3 separate regions of the Mus musculus genome follow, and regions 2 and 3 are each linked to region 1. Evidence: chromatin contacts called from public HiChIP or PLAC-seq data. All regions are on one chromosome and are shown on one strand. Each heading gives the region's core, a stretch centred on a gene start, on an enhancer-like site or on the middle of the called end of the contact. The rest is flanking DNA. Distances are from core to core; before and after follow the strand shown.

Region 1 (4,014 bases), core at 546-3,045:
TTAAAACCATATAAGCCGGGCGATGATGGCGCGCGCCTTTAATCCCAGCACTTGGGAGGCAGAGGCAGGCAGATTTCTGAGTTCGAGGCCAGCCTGGTTTACAAAGTGAGTTCCAGGACAGCCAGGGCTATACAGAGAAACCCTGTCTTGAAAAATCAAAAATAAATAAATAAATAAATAAATAAAATAAAACCATATAAAAGTCGGCTGCTGCAGCCATCTTCCAGTAATTGGCCAAAATGACGAACACAAAGGGAAAGAGGAGAGGCACCCAGTATAAATGTTCTCTAGGCCTTTTAGGAAACATGGCGTTGTTCCTTTGGCCACGTACATGCGAATCTACAAGAAGGGTGATATTGTAGACATTAAGGGAATGGGCACTGTTCAAAAAAGAATGCCCCATAAGTGCTACCATGGCAAACCCGGAAGAGTCTACAATGTCACCCAGCATGCTGTGGGCATCATTGTAAATAAGCAAGTTAAGGGCAAAATTCTGGCCAAGAGGATCAATGTGCGGATTGAGCACATCAAGCACTCGAAGAGCAGGGACAGCTTCCTGAAGCGGGTGAAGGAGAACGATCAGAAGAAGGAAGCCAAGGAGAAGGGCACCCGGGTGCAGCTGAAGCGCCAGCCTGCGTCAACCAGAGAAGCACACTTTGTGAGGACTAACGGAAACTGCTGGAGCCCATTCCATATGAATTCATGGCCTAGTGGACAAAAAAGAAATAAGGGACCAGGACTGCAACAAAACAAAACAAACAACAACAACAACAAACCATAAAAGTTTTCATCAGGAACTGAGATGGATTAGTGAGTTAAGAGCGTGGCGCCAAAGAATAAGGGTCTAAATTTGGATATCCAACGCCTCAGTAAAAAGCCAGGTGTGGTGCACACCTGCAATCCTAGCATTTCAGAAGTAAAGACAGGATTCCTGGAGCTTGATGGTCAACTACTTTTGCTAAATAGGTGAGCTACCTTCTAACAAGAAAGAAAAGAGGGGAAGGGAAGGAAGAAGGGAAGGGACAAGAAAAGCCAGTGGCAATAAGTTCTAGGTTTTGGCTGGGATTGTTTTAAGACCCAAAACTAAGCGAGCCATAGACTCTGGATCAAGGATGATGGTCAGTTGGGAGAAAGGTAAAACAAGGAGGTGCATGCATAAATTCACAGAAGTTCCCCAGAGTTAGGAGTCCCAGAAGACAAGGTTTTGTTGTTTTATTGTATAAGCGGTGCCAGGATTCAGCTTCTACCTTTGGAACCTGAAGAAAGAAAACATTAACCCCTGTGACGAGGTGAGGTTGGGGATGGATAGAGGTGGTGTTCCAGAACAGGAAAATTTCAATCCAAAAAGTGAAATTTAGAAAAAAACTAATAAAAGGCTGGAATGCTTCATTAAGACTAGCTGAAAGTTAGCACTCTTTATTCCTTTCTTTCACTTATTACAAACAATTCACAACCACGGCAGCCAGAAACCCGTGTGCTGTAGTCAGTCCTACTCTTTTCAACTCCCCGCGAAAGCACTCACACCGGAACTCCTCTGAGTCCGTGCTCTCCCATTGGCCGAAGCCTCCGCCCGCCTTAAATGGCTTCCGCCCACGGCTTCAACCAGAGGGCGGTCTCTAGGAGTCACTTCCGTCTCGCACTACCCACCCACCCCCACCTCGTTCCCTTTTTAGCTGCTTCCGGCCTCGGGCCCCGCCCCCCACCGTGGGGCCCCGCCCCTACCTGCCCCTCCCCCGCCCCGGGCTGACGGCCGGGCCCCGCAGCACAGCTTCCGGTGCGGGCCCCGCCCCGGCTGTGGCCCCCAGCTGCGGAGGAGTAGCAGGCTCAGCTGCTACGCTGGGGTCTGAGCGGCTGCCTCCTCCCTACCCGCGAGCCCGGAACGCTGCACATAGGTGAGCGGCGCGGGTCGTGGTTCTTTCTGCCGCGGCGGGAGAGGGGCTGTGGCAGGTGGAGGGGACCGAAATGGGAGCCGAGGCAGGTGTGTAGGGGAGACGCGGGCTAGTGAAGCCGGGGTCCGCTGAGAAAAAGTGAGAGCATCGGGAGGAGCCCCGTCCTCCCGGTGTCCAAAGGAGTGGTTTGAGATAAAGAGATGGGAAAGGTAAGGGACCCCCCCCCCCTTTTGGCAACCGCAGAGCGAGCTTAGATGGAGTAATTAGAGAAGAGCCGGGAGATTGGCAAAGGGGGCTTGGTGGAAGTAAAAGTGATAGGGCTCCATTGGGTGGGAGGTAAAGAATGGAAAGAGGGGTCGAAGAGGGTCGGGGACAGAGCTGGAAACGAAGGTAAGGGAAATGGTCACCAAGGCCGGGCTCAAGCGGCAAGCAGTCCGTTGCTCTCGGTTTGGAGGTCCGGGAAGTTTAAAAAACCCGAGCGAGGGATGGAGAGATGAAGTTAGATTTCGGAGACGTAAATTCTCTAGATGTTAGTAGTATTGTTTGAATCCTTGGCTGCTTAGGGATTGGGATGAGATGGACTCTTCGGGAGGATGTGCCAATTGAGTTGTAAAACGGAGTCATCTCTGTCTTAATAAAGACGCTATCGGACACCCCTCTCCCTTGCTGAGGAAAGCCTACCGAGAAGATGGTGCCAACCAGAAAAGAAGCAGTTGTACTATGACTGGCAGGAGTTGGTTGAAATATTCCAGTTGTGTTGTTTGACTTTAAAGATTATACGAATATTTCTAAATGACCAGTGAATTGCTTGCTCTTCTTTTGTGTGCGTTTTGTTTTGTCCCCAACGGGGTTTTTATTTTAAAGGAACAATTTTGCCAACTTTCAGGCTTCCCTACAGAATAAGAACTAAAGCAGAAAGAAAGTATTGCTGCAGGCATAACTTATACTTTCCAAACTGCCAGGAGGAGGGACAGGCAGTAAGGGGCCAATTGGAATTGGAATCTTTTATCCGCCTATGAAAGCTACAACCAAGTGCTTCTAAGAAACAAAATGAGATTTGTCTAGCATGGCTCTGGTTGGTTTTTGAACTCCCCGCCTCCCCAGCTTTAAAAATTATACTCTTTAAACGTGTAAAAATTTATATAAATCAAAGCCATTTTTTTTTCTTGTTAGAGATTAGTTCTCCCATGAATTTTTGAAGATGGTAAAAGGTTACATTTTCTTATCTTCCAACTCAATCCTAAAACACTGGGACAATGCAAATATCAAGTCCCAACCTGCACAGTGCCGCTTCCCCTTTCATGTGGCAAACAGAAATGCACACCCTGTTGCCAGTCCTCTTCACCCTAAAATTTGCTCTGAGGAAGACTTGTGGGAAACTATAACTTAAGTGAGGTGTGTTGAAGGGGGAACCTGGGAAGGTTAGAGGTGGAAGGGTGTGAAAGGGATTTGTGTTTGGAGACAGATTGGCAAGAATGCAGATAACCCTGCCCCCAGGGTACTTTGGGACTGGAAGCCTTTTCTTCACTGGACTCATAGAATAAATATAGTAGAAGTGAGTCAGAAAGAAAGAGGATGTGAGGAGATTTATTTGTGGTTTATAAAAAAAAAAAAAAGAAACATTAACTTGTTTAGACAATATTGGTACCTGTTTCAAATTAATTAACTTTAAAATCTCCAGAGGAATTCCCCCCCCCCCCCCCGTTTGTTTTTGAGCGAAGCTTGCAATTCGAGACCCGCCCGCACCCTCCTCGCATGTTTCTTTCTTTCATGTTGTTGAAACCGGATTCTTTGGGAGGCTATAATGTCCACTTAGCCTGGTTCAGTCCACTCCACAAGCTGCCCTGCAATTTGATCTGGGAAATTTGTGAAGTTTAAGCCGAGAGCACTTTGCTTGGTCTTGCTTTTTCCATCAGAAGAGTCATCCTGTCTGCCTGCTACTCTGTCTACCCTGAGTAGCAATCTTCTCCAGCAGGTCTGGGAATAGAAGCCATGTTCTTTTCTTTTGCAGCCGGGCCATTCTTTGCCTTCGTTAACTGCAATGTTCATAGTTATTGCCGGTTTCACAGTTCAAACCCCTGTACAGTGCAAGCCTGGTAGTTAAATGTTTGATGATGTAGAGAGT
Region 2 (4,014 bases), core at 1,055-3,554, 150 kb before region 1:
TCTGCTGGGGGAGGAGCCCAGTCTCCTCAGTTAGGACTCTGATTGGGAGATGCTACCCTAAACACACACACACACACACACACACACACACACACACACACACACACACACATCAAAATAAGCCTCTCACAGGGCGCCTTTAATCCTAGCACTCAGAAGGCAGAAGCAGACAGATCTCTGTGGGTTTGAGGCCAGCTTTGTTTGTATAGCCAGTTTCAGGCCAGTCAGGGACACAAGTTAGACCCTGACTCAAATTTTTAAAAAGAATGGAAAGGAAAGGAAAGGAAAGAAAAGGAAAGGAAAGGAAGAAAGAAGAGGAGAGGAGAGGAGAGGAGAGGAGAGGAGAGGAGAGGAGAGGAGAGGGAAGGGGAGAGGAGGCAAGAAGAGAAGAAAAGAAGAAAAGAGAAGAAATGAAAGGAAAACTAAGCATTCCTCTATACAGCTTCTACCCACAGGTTCACTCGGTTCTCTGGTACCCACTTTCCTGTGTCTGGGTGTGGTTCTCTCTGTCTGGACCCCCATTCACGCCTACCCACTCTGTACTTCCAATCTTGATCGGTGGCTTCTCCCTGCACATTTCCAGGGTACCCAGATCACAGCTCCTTAGCCTCTTAAACATAGCCACATACACAGCCCTCTACCCCGCCCCCCATGGCCCACACAGCATGGGCAGCCCCAGACTCTCATCATGTAGACTCAAAACCACCAGCATTCTCTGCCCTGCCCCACTAAGCCTCAAACCCAACCTCAGCACTCCTCCCAAGCACATCCAAGCCCCATCTCTGAACTCCCCCAGACCTCTGTCAGAAGTATGAATGAGTCTGATGCACCCCCCCCAAACCTCCATAGGCCCTGAAAGGTGCTATAGTGTGGAGGTTGGACTAACTCCAGTAGACTCTACCCCGGCTCCTCCACTCACTTCTGTGTGGCTTTGAGGAAGTTTAACCTCTCTGTGCTTTTTGTCTTAATTGGAGTACCTATCACCTGGGTTGCCTTAAGAAATTCCAAGTGGCTGATGGGGACTGGAGGAGGGGACAAAATGAAGTAGAAAGAGAGCCAGGTGCCTAAGACTATTAGTACTCACTGGGGCCTAAGATCGTCACCTGAGAAGCTGGGCAGTGGTGGCACACACCTTTAATCCCAGTACTTGGGAGGCAGAGGCAGGCAGATTTTTGAGTTCGAGGCCAGCCTGGTCTACAGAGTGAGTTCCAGGGCAGCCAGGGCTACACTGAGAAACCCTGTCTCAAACAAACAAACAAAAGATTGTCACCTGAGACAAGTGGTGAGCCTTTAGGGTAAAGGTCACTTGTGCCCCTTAGACAGTCCCAGGAGAAATTTACAGAGACAGCCCAATCTGCCTTGGGGTACTGGAGGTCTGGCCTACATGGACAGTGGAACCATTAAGTAGAAAAGCCATGCCAGGCAGGATCTTCTCTCCTCGCCAGACCCCGGGCCCTCTCACCACCCAGGACCAGGGTGCCATCTGACTTTCAACCTGTGCCAGAAAGTCCGGAGCAGGATCTAGAGAAGAGCTTGCACTGGTTAGTTTTGTTTTGCTTTGGTCAACCGGACACAAGCTGGAACCCTGGAATGGGGGAGCATCAGATGAGGGGTTGCCTCCATCAGATCATCAGATGAAGGGTTGCCTCCATCAGATTGGCCTGTGGGAAAGTCTGTGGAGCATTTTTTTTTCCATTTAATGATCGATGTAGGAGAACCCAGCCCATTGTGAGTAGGGCCAGCCCTGGGCAGGTGGTGCCTGGAGACATAAAACAGCCACCTGAGCAAGGCAGAGGGAGCAAGCCAGTAAGCAGCGCTCTGTCACGGTTCCTGCCACTGCTCCTGCTTGGGTTCCTGCCCTGACTTCTCCCTCACTGATATGGACGAGTAAGCCAAATAAACCCTTTCCTCCCCAGCTTACTTCTGGTCCCCGTGTTTCGTCACAGCAACAGAAAGTGAACCGGGGCAGGAGTCAGGCTGGCCTCTGAGGCAGCTTCCAGAACTGCACTCTGCTCTCCTCTGACCCACTCCTCTGAACCACATCCTGCACCTGCAGAGCTCTTTTCATAGTACATCATCAATCAGTCTAATCACCAAGCAAGCTCTAAACATTGAGTGTTATTATCCCATTTTATGGAGGGCAAGCTAAGCCAGCCATGGTCCTTCCTGATCCCTTCTGCAGCCTCCACAGGGCCTTCATGGGAGCCTGAGTCTCCTCCCTTGAAGGGACCAGCAGCTGGCCCTAGGCAGACCCAGCAGGTTATAACAGATCATCTCGACCGGGATCTCTCTAAGTGGCCAGTAGGGGGCGCTGCTGCCCCCCCAGAAAGGCCACACTCAAGTTCCGGCCATCTGCCTAAGGTCCCAGGACATAATAAGGCAGGGGTAACATAAGGGGTTCAGCCTTTCTAACCTGAGCACAGAAGAAAGACAAAGCCCTCAGTCTCTTCTTGTGTGGTGTGTCCACCAGCTGAGAGAACATTCTAGACGTGTACCCAACTCTGCTCTCAGGAGATGGTAAAGACTGAGGAAGGGAATGCGTCCAGGCCATACCCACATAGAAAGTCAACTTGCAGTGGAAGCTCAGTGTGAGTAGGAACCCCCAGAGACTGCGAGCTAAAGGTACCCATGCAGTCACGTTGGGGTAGAGAGTGATGGTCCAATTGCTGTGGGGAGAGAGGTGTGCCTCAGCCCCCAGGACAGGAAATGGGATGAAGGTGAGAAGGGCCAGTCAGGAGAACTCCAGCAATAGAGATGACCCTCTTGGGCCCTGAGAAGAGACCCTTGAGTGGGTCAGAGCAGCAGGTTAGGCAAGACAGAGAGTTGGAAGATTAGAGACCAAAAGGATCCCATAGTCTAGGGTTCTACCTCATCCACTTGGCAGAGTCCTTAGTCCCCTATCTGACAGGATGGACCAGCAGACCTCTGATGAATCCCTTTTCTACTCCAGCCTTATCATGGCCTGGGACCTGAGGCAGGTGACTAGAACCTGGCTGTGGCCACTCCTGGGGCAGAACCTCTTGCTATTAGCCACCTACAGAGGCCCCAGTGTGAGCCAGAAGTGATCTGTCATACCCTATCTGGTCAGCCCAGGACCAGCTACTAGACCCCTTCATGGGAGAAGGCTGCAGAGGGGACTAGGAAGGACCCTGGCTGGCTCAGCTTGCCCTCTGAGGGCCCCTTCACCATTGCCTCCCTAGTTGCCACTGAAGCTGCCACAGCCAGGTAATTTTATTGAAGCCCCATCGAAGCCAGCAGCCTCCCCCTACAGTTCTCCACTGCCCAGAGGGGCCAGGGCTGGGGAGTCACAATAGACACCGGGGGATAGGACCATACTAGGGAAAGGGCGGTGCTTGCTTGACCTGCACTAGGTGGAGAGATGGATGACTCGAACCTTGATGACCATTTCCTCAGGAGCAGCAGAAACCAGACAAGGGGTAGGTGTGCCATCTCGTGACTCAGCAGCGATGAGTGTGAACCTCCTACCACCTCATACTGATCTTGAAACTTAATCCCTGTCCCTTTGCTCTCAATTTCACAGCTAAATACCTCACCCTCCACATCATCTACACCCTCACCCTGCTTCAACACTATGCTCCTTGGCTTGACTCACAGGAAGAGCTACAAATGGGAAGTTGCCTTCTTTCGGGGTAGCATGTGACAGTAAAGGCAGGGACTCCAGCTTCTTCTGGCCCCTCCACTCCCATCACTAACCATGAGCCTTTGCTCCTGCTCTGTCTTCTGCTCAGGGTCCCCCATTCCCAATCCCACTTTGCCTAGTTATCATTATTCATCGTTCATATTTTGACCTGTGCCGCCCCTCTAAGGAGCTGTCTCTGGCCTTCCCTCTCTGTCATCCCCACAACATACTTCCTGGCACCCCTCTCTGTAGTCAGACCAAGACTTCAGTTGTATAAATGGTGCCTGTTCCTTCCCACTGGATCTGAAGGGCCAGGGAAGATAGAGCCAGATCCTGGCTTGGTTTGCCCCATTATCTCTACAGCATGGGACACA
Region 3 (4,014 bases), core at 659-3,158, 140 kb before region 1:
GTAAAGAAATGACCCTCTAGGCTCAGGCAAGGCCTGAGCATCCTGTATCCACCTTTAATACCTTATAGGCACTACCTTTGCCTTTACTGGTACCAAGAGCGTGTCGGTAGAACAGGATCTCTCTCTCTCTCTCTCTCTCTCACACACACACACACACACACACACACACACACACATCTATATAAGCATATGACTTATGATATGGTCAATGACTCACTGGGACACTGAGTCAAGGCAGATGTAGATCAAGAGCCACCGCCCTCACCTTAGTTCTACAAAGCATGAGTTCACTGAGTAAACCTTCCCTTTAACAGTCTGCTGCTCTGTGCTGGGAGTTAGGAAGGCAGGACAGATCATGGACACCATGGGCCAGCCAGGCTTGGCCCTGCTTCTCCCAGGCCTCCCACCTCCAGGTTAGCTCTCCCTTATCCTTGGGAATCAAGATGGGTTGGCTGAGAGTCAGCCCTACCACCATCTAAACCCCAGAACTCCGTGCCTCAAGGGGGACCAAAAAAAAAAAAAAAGGCAGAACAGAGGGAGACAGAAGAGAAACCAGCTTGTGCAGACCCTGGGGACCTCTGTCACTCAGGCCTCGCCCACACACCAAACAAGAGCCTGGGAAAGTCTTCAGAGCTTGGATCTCTCCCAAAGGGCGATATCAATCTCTAGTATACATGGGCATGTGCACACACATGTGCATTCAAACATGTATACACACATGCATCACATGTAAATAGTGAGTGAGGTTGGGTAGTGGTTGAAAGCCGCAAAGACAGTGGGATGTGAAATAGTATTACCCTTGGGAAGCAACTTAGCATCCCCCCCTGAAAGTCAAACAAGGTTACCATATGATTGTGCAATCCCACTCCAGTTAAATGCACAAAGAATTAAAAACATGACCTCACGCAGGCTTCACCCGGATCTTCGTGCATCCTGATCCTGATTCACCACAGCCCTCAGCTCAGGTGTGCAGTGGCCGATGTTTAGACAACACAAATAGGACAGAGTTGTGAATGTGTCATCAGCCCTGAACAATGAGGAATGTTGATTTGTCCCTCAGCACAAACAGCACTGAAAGCATTAAGCTAAGAGAAAGAAACCAGACACAAAGGTCTCCTGGCATGTGACCCAGACAAATTCACGGAGACAGGAAGTAGAGTAAGGGGAGGTGGGAAAAGAAAGTAACAGGGTTTCTTATAAGTGAGGGAGTGTTCTGGAATCGATTAGTGACGAGTATCACACAGTACTGGAAATACATGAGAACCACAGATTGCTCACTTGCCACTGGTGAGTTTTTTGGGTTTGGTTTTTTTTATGTGGATTTCCTCTCAATGAAGAACGTGTGAAGGCCAACAGTCTCGCCACGAGCAAGCCTTTCTATTTGTGTCTGTCTGTAAAGCTGCTGCACTGATTAGCCTTTGCCCCGAGAAGCCCCCATACCTCAGCGATGTCCTGAGAGAAGGTGGGGAAAGCCATCCCCAGGGGAGCACTCTCTGGGGGCCACTCAGGGGGGTGTTCCCTTTGTCCACAGCTTCAAGAAAATGTCACACAAGAAAAGAACGCCAAAACCAGCTCCAGCCCCGGCGCTGTCCGGGTCCTGCTGGGACTGCAGTTTCCTATCCTCCTAAGTACCTCCTAAGGTCTTTCTGAGGCAGGATGTGGCCTGACAGAGCCCCGGGATGAGTGTTCCCTCCCAACAGTGCCTTTTGGCATGCATTGCTGGCCATGTGTGGACTAGCAGTTGGGTCTGGTCTGACCACAGTATCCCACTGGAGAAAGCCGTGGGCAGAGGTTTCCACTAAGTCAGTTCTGATTCAGTCTTATTCAGCCTCAAGGCACCCACAGAGGGGCTCCTAGCTCACAGATGTTTATGTGGAGTAATGGGACAGGATGTGGGTGCCCTCTGCCCCTTAGAACAGCTGCTCTGTGAACCACCATCCCGCCGCCCACCCTCCTGTGCGTGTTAGGAAAGTGCTTCACCACTGAGCTACACCTCAGTTCTTCCTGGGATGGTTTTGATGGGAACCAGCAACGGAAAAAGCTGTCATCCCCACCCTGCCCCAAGAGACATCCCAGCTAAGCCTCAAGGCACCCACAGAGGGTGCCAAGGGGCCAGATCCAGATCCCACCCAGTCATCTCTGGTCCGGAAAAAGTTAGAATGGCTAAGCACTTCGCCTCTCTAAGTACCATGTGTCTTGGGGCAGATGATCCCAGCCCCTTCCTCTGATGACCAAGTCTTAAGTCCTAACTGACTGTGTCCAGGAATCCCTGACCCTGGAGTCGGTTCTGCCTCAGGCCCCATCTTGGTGATCTTGCCAGAGAGTGGCTCTCCTCCATCTCTGCTGTATACGCTGTGTTAACCATGTGTCTAAGCAACGAGAGATGCTCGGTGGCGAGCTATGCAGTGTATAAATAAGAGTGATGGAGTCAGTCTAAAACCCCAGGTACCTCTAGAGCCATGAAGCTCTGGTAAACAGCTTCCCCTTCCTGGGTCTGAGTTCCTTTAACTGAGTATGGAGACAGCTGCAGCCTGTAACCTCAGGGGCTGAGGCAATGTGACTGCGAACAAAGGCTCCAGGTCAGTCCTGTTTCAAAATTTAAAAAGGACAGGAAGAAGAGGAAGAGGACCTAAGGATGTAACCCAGTAGTGGGGCCTATAGCATGTGTGAAGCCATAGGTTCAGTCTTTAGGAACACACACACACACACACACACACACACACACGCACACACACACACACAGGAGTTGGGGTGGGGTCAGCACCAATCTCCAAGAGCTTATGAAAACTCTCTAAGATAAGTCATATTTCTCTTTTAAAATGATTGGTACATACATTAATCGACTGTGTATGCTGAAGGGGCGCTTGCCTCAGCATTGCCTGTGAATGTCAGAAAGAGAACATTTGGTAGCCAGTTCTTTCCTTTCACCACGAGGGTTCTGGAGGATCGAACTCAGGGCGTCAGGTTGGCAGCAAGCACCTTTACCCACGGAGTCCTTCTTGTTATCTTTCCAGACAGTCCTAGGCAGGGAGGTGTGTGCTACTTGGTATATGTTCACCTCTATTATATTTAATAGCAGTTAACCTGAATATTCTGAAGTCAGACTGGTTGACTGATTAGTGTCCCTCTTTGGTGGGAGATAGAGGTGACATGTTTCAGAATGTTCTCTGGCTTCTGCTGGGTCAGCCCAGCCCTGGGAATAGGCCTGGAGGATTTTTTTTTTTTTTTTTTTTTTTTTTTGGTTTTTCGAGACAGGGTTTCTCTATGTAGCCCTGGCTGTCCTGGCACTCACTTTATAGACCAGGCTGGCCTCGAACTCAGAAATCTGCCTGCCTCTGCCTCCCCCCAACCCTCTGAGTGCTGGGATTAAAGGCGTGTGCCACCACGCCCGGCTGGCCTGGAGGATTTTAATCCTGTCTGGCAGAGAGAAGTGGCCCTTGCCTGGTGCCAGGCTTGGCTCTAACTGACCCTACAGGCCTCTTCCAGCACAGCCCATAAAAATCAGGTGCTCTGAGCAGGCCATGATGGTGTTAAGGGGGACTGGGAGGAGACAGGCTCAGTGTGCCTCCTGAGCCCAGACACAAGGACAGACCATGTCCCTAGTGTCTCTAAGGACTTCCTGTTTGCCCTCCCACCCTTACCCCCTCCACCCACCCCCACCCCCACCTCTGCTTCCGTGAAATCTCTTCAGTCCTAGGACATCAAAAAGGTTGGGCATTCCAGGAAAGTACCAGCCCGCCCAGGAAACCTGAACACCTGGCGGGACCTCATCCGGCCCATTGTCCTGCAGGGACAGAAACAGAGCCCTAGTCATCAAGATTGTCCACCCCGGGGACATCTAGTCCCAAGCCTTCCATGGGTGGGACACATAGTCAGACTTCCTTCCTGCAGATTGTAGTCCAGTGTTCCCCTGGCCCCAGCCTCAGGTGGGCTACAGCACATCTAAGCAAACCCCCAGCAAAGGCTTACTTCTCTGCTTGCTTCCAAGAGACCCCTGACTCTCTTTGCTGGCAG

The links. HiChIP or PLAC-seq counts read pairs in DNA pulled down with a chosen protein or histone mark.
Region 2: a contact with region 1 is called in a BATF HiChIP or PLAC-seq map of CD8 T cells, with 12 read pairs. The contact joins the enhancer-like site here to the promoter of Arid3b in region 1. A contact is called at or near these places in 15 of 39 promoter capture datasets (the 3T3-L1 cell line, 3T3-L1-derived adipocytes, the C10 cell line and 9 more), 1 of 15 datasets of contacts at CTCF or cohesin (CD8 T cells), 4 of 484 Hi-C or Micro-C datasets (the CH12 cell line, Th1 cells, bone marrow-derived macrophages and 1 more), 20 of 115 datasets of contacts at active chromatin or transcription factors (the 230-238 cell line, CD8 T cells, T-cell acute lymphoblastic leukemia and 11 more) and 3 of 9 other capture datasets (adipose tissue, liver and macrophages).
Region 3: a BATF HiChIP or PLAC-seq map of CD8 T cells shows a contact between it and region 1, with 12 read pairs. The contact joins the enhancer-like site here to the promoter of Arid3b in region 1. A contact is called at or near these places in 1 of 39 promoter capture datasets (pre-B cells), 1 of 15 datasets of contacts at CTCF or cohesin (CD8 T cells), 1 of 484 Hi-C or Micro-C datasets (muscle stem cells), 9 of 115 datasets of contacts at active chromatin or transcription factors (the 230-238 cell line, CD8 T cells, T-cell acute lymphoblastic leukemia and 6 more) and 3 of 9 other capture datasets (adipose tissue, liver and pancreatic islet).

What each region holds. Positions count from the first base shown.
Region 1 is chr9:57,834,560-57,838,573 of GRCm38.p6, reverse strand. Arid3b (AT rich interactive domain 3B (BRIGHT-like)) reads left to right here and starts at 1,795. Exons shown (of 9, transcript NM_001379353.1): 1 at 1,795-1,892. It also overlaps the pseudogene Gm7547.
Region 2 is chr9:57,988,916-57,992,929 of GRCm38.p6, reverse strand. No RefSeq gene overlaps it. Among named protein-coding and RNA genes, the nearest start is that of Cyp11a1, 24 kb to the left of the region's middle. Within about 2 kb of position 2,304, at least 36 of the 459 cell types and tissues checked have an H3K27ac peak or open chromatin away from gene starts, as enhancers often do. A contact at or near this core is called in CD8 T cells, T-cell acute lymphoblastic leukemia and Th1 cells, where this site is marked.
Region 3 is chr9:57,970,110-57,974,123 of GRCm38.p6, reverse strand. No RefSeq gene overlaps it. Among named protein-coding and RNA genes, the nearest start is that of Sema7a, 32 kb to the right of the region's middle. Within about 2 kb of position 1,908, at least 144 of the 459 cell types and tissues checked have an H3K27ac peak or open chromatin away from gene starts, as enhancers often do. A contact at or near this core is called in the 230-238 cell line, CD8 T cells, T-cell acute lymphoblastic leukemia and 5 more, where this site is marked.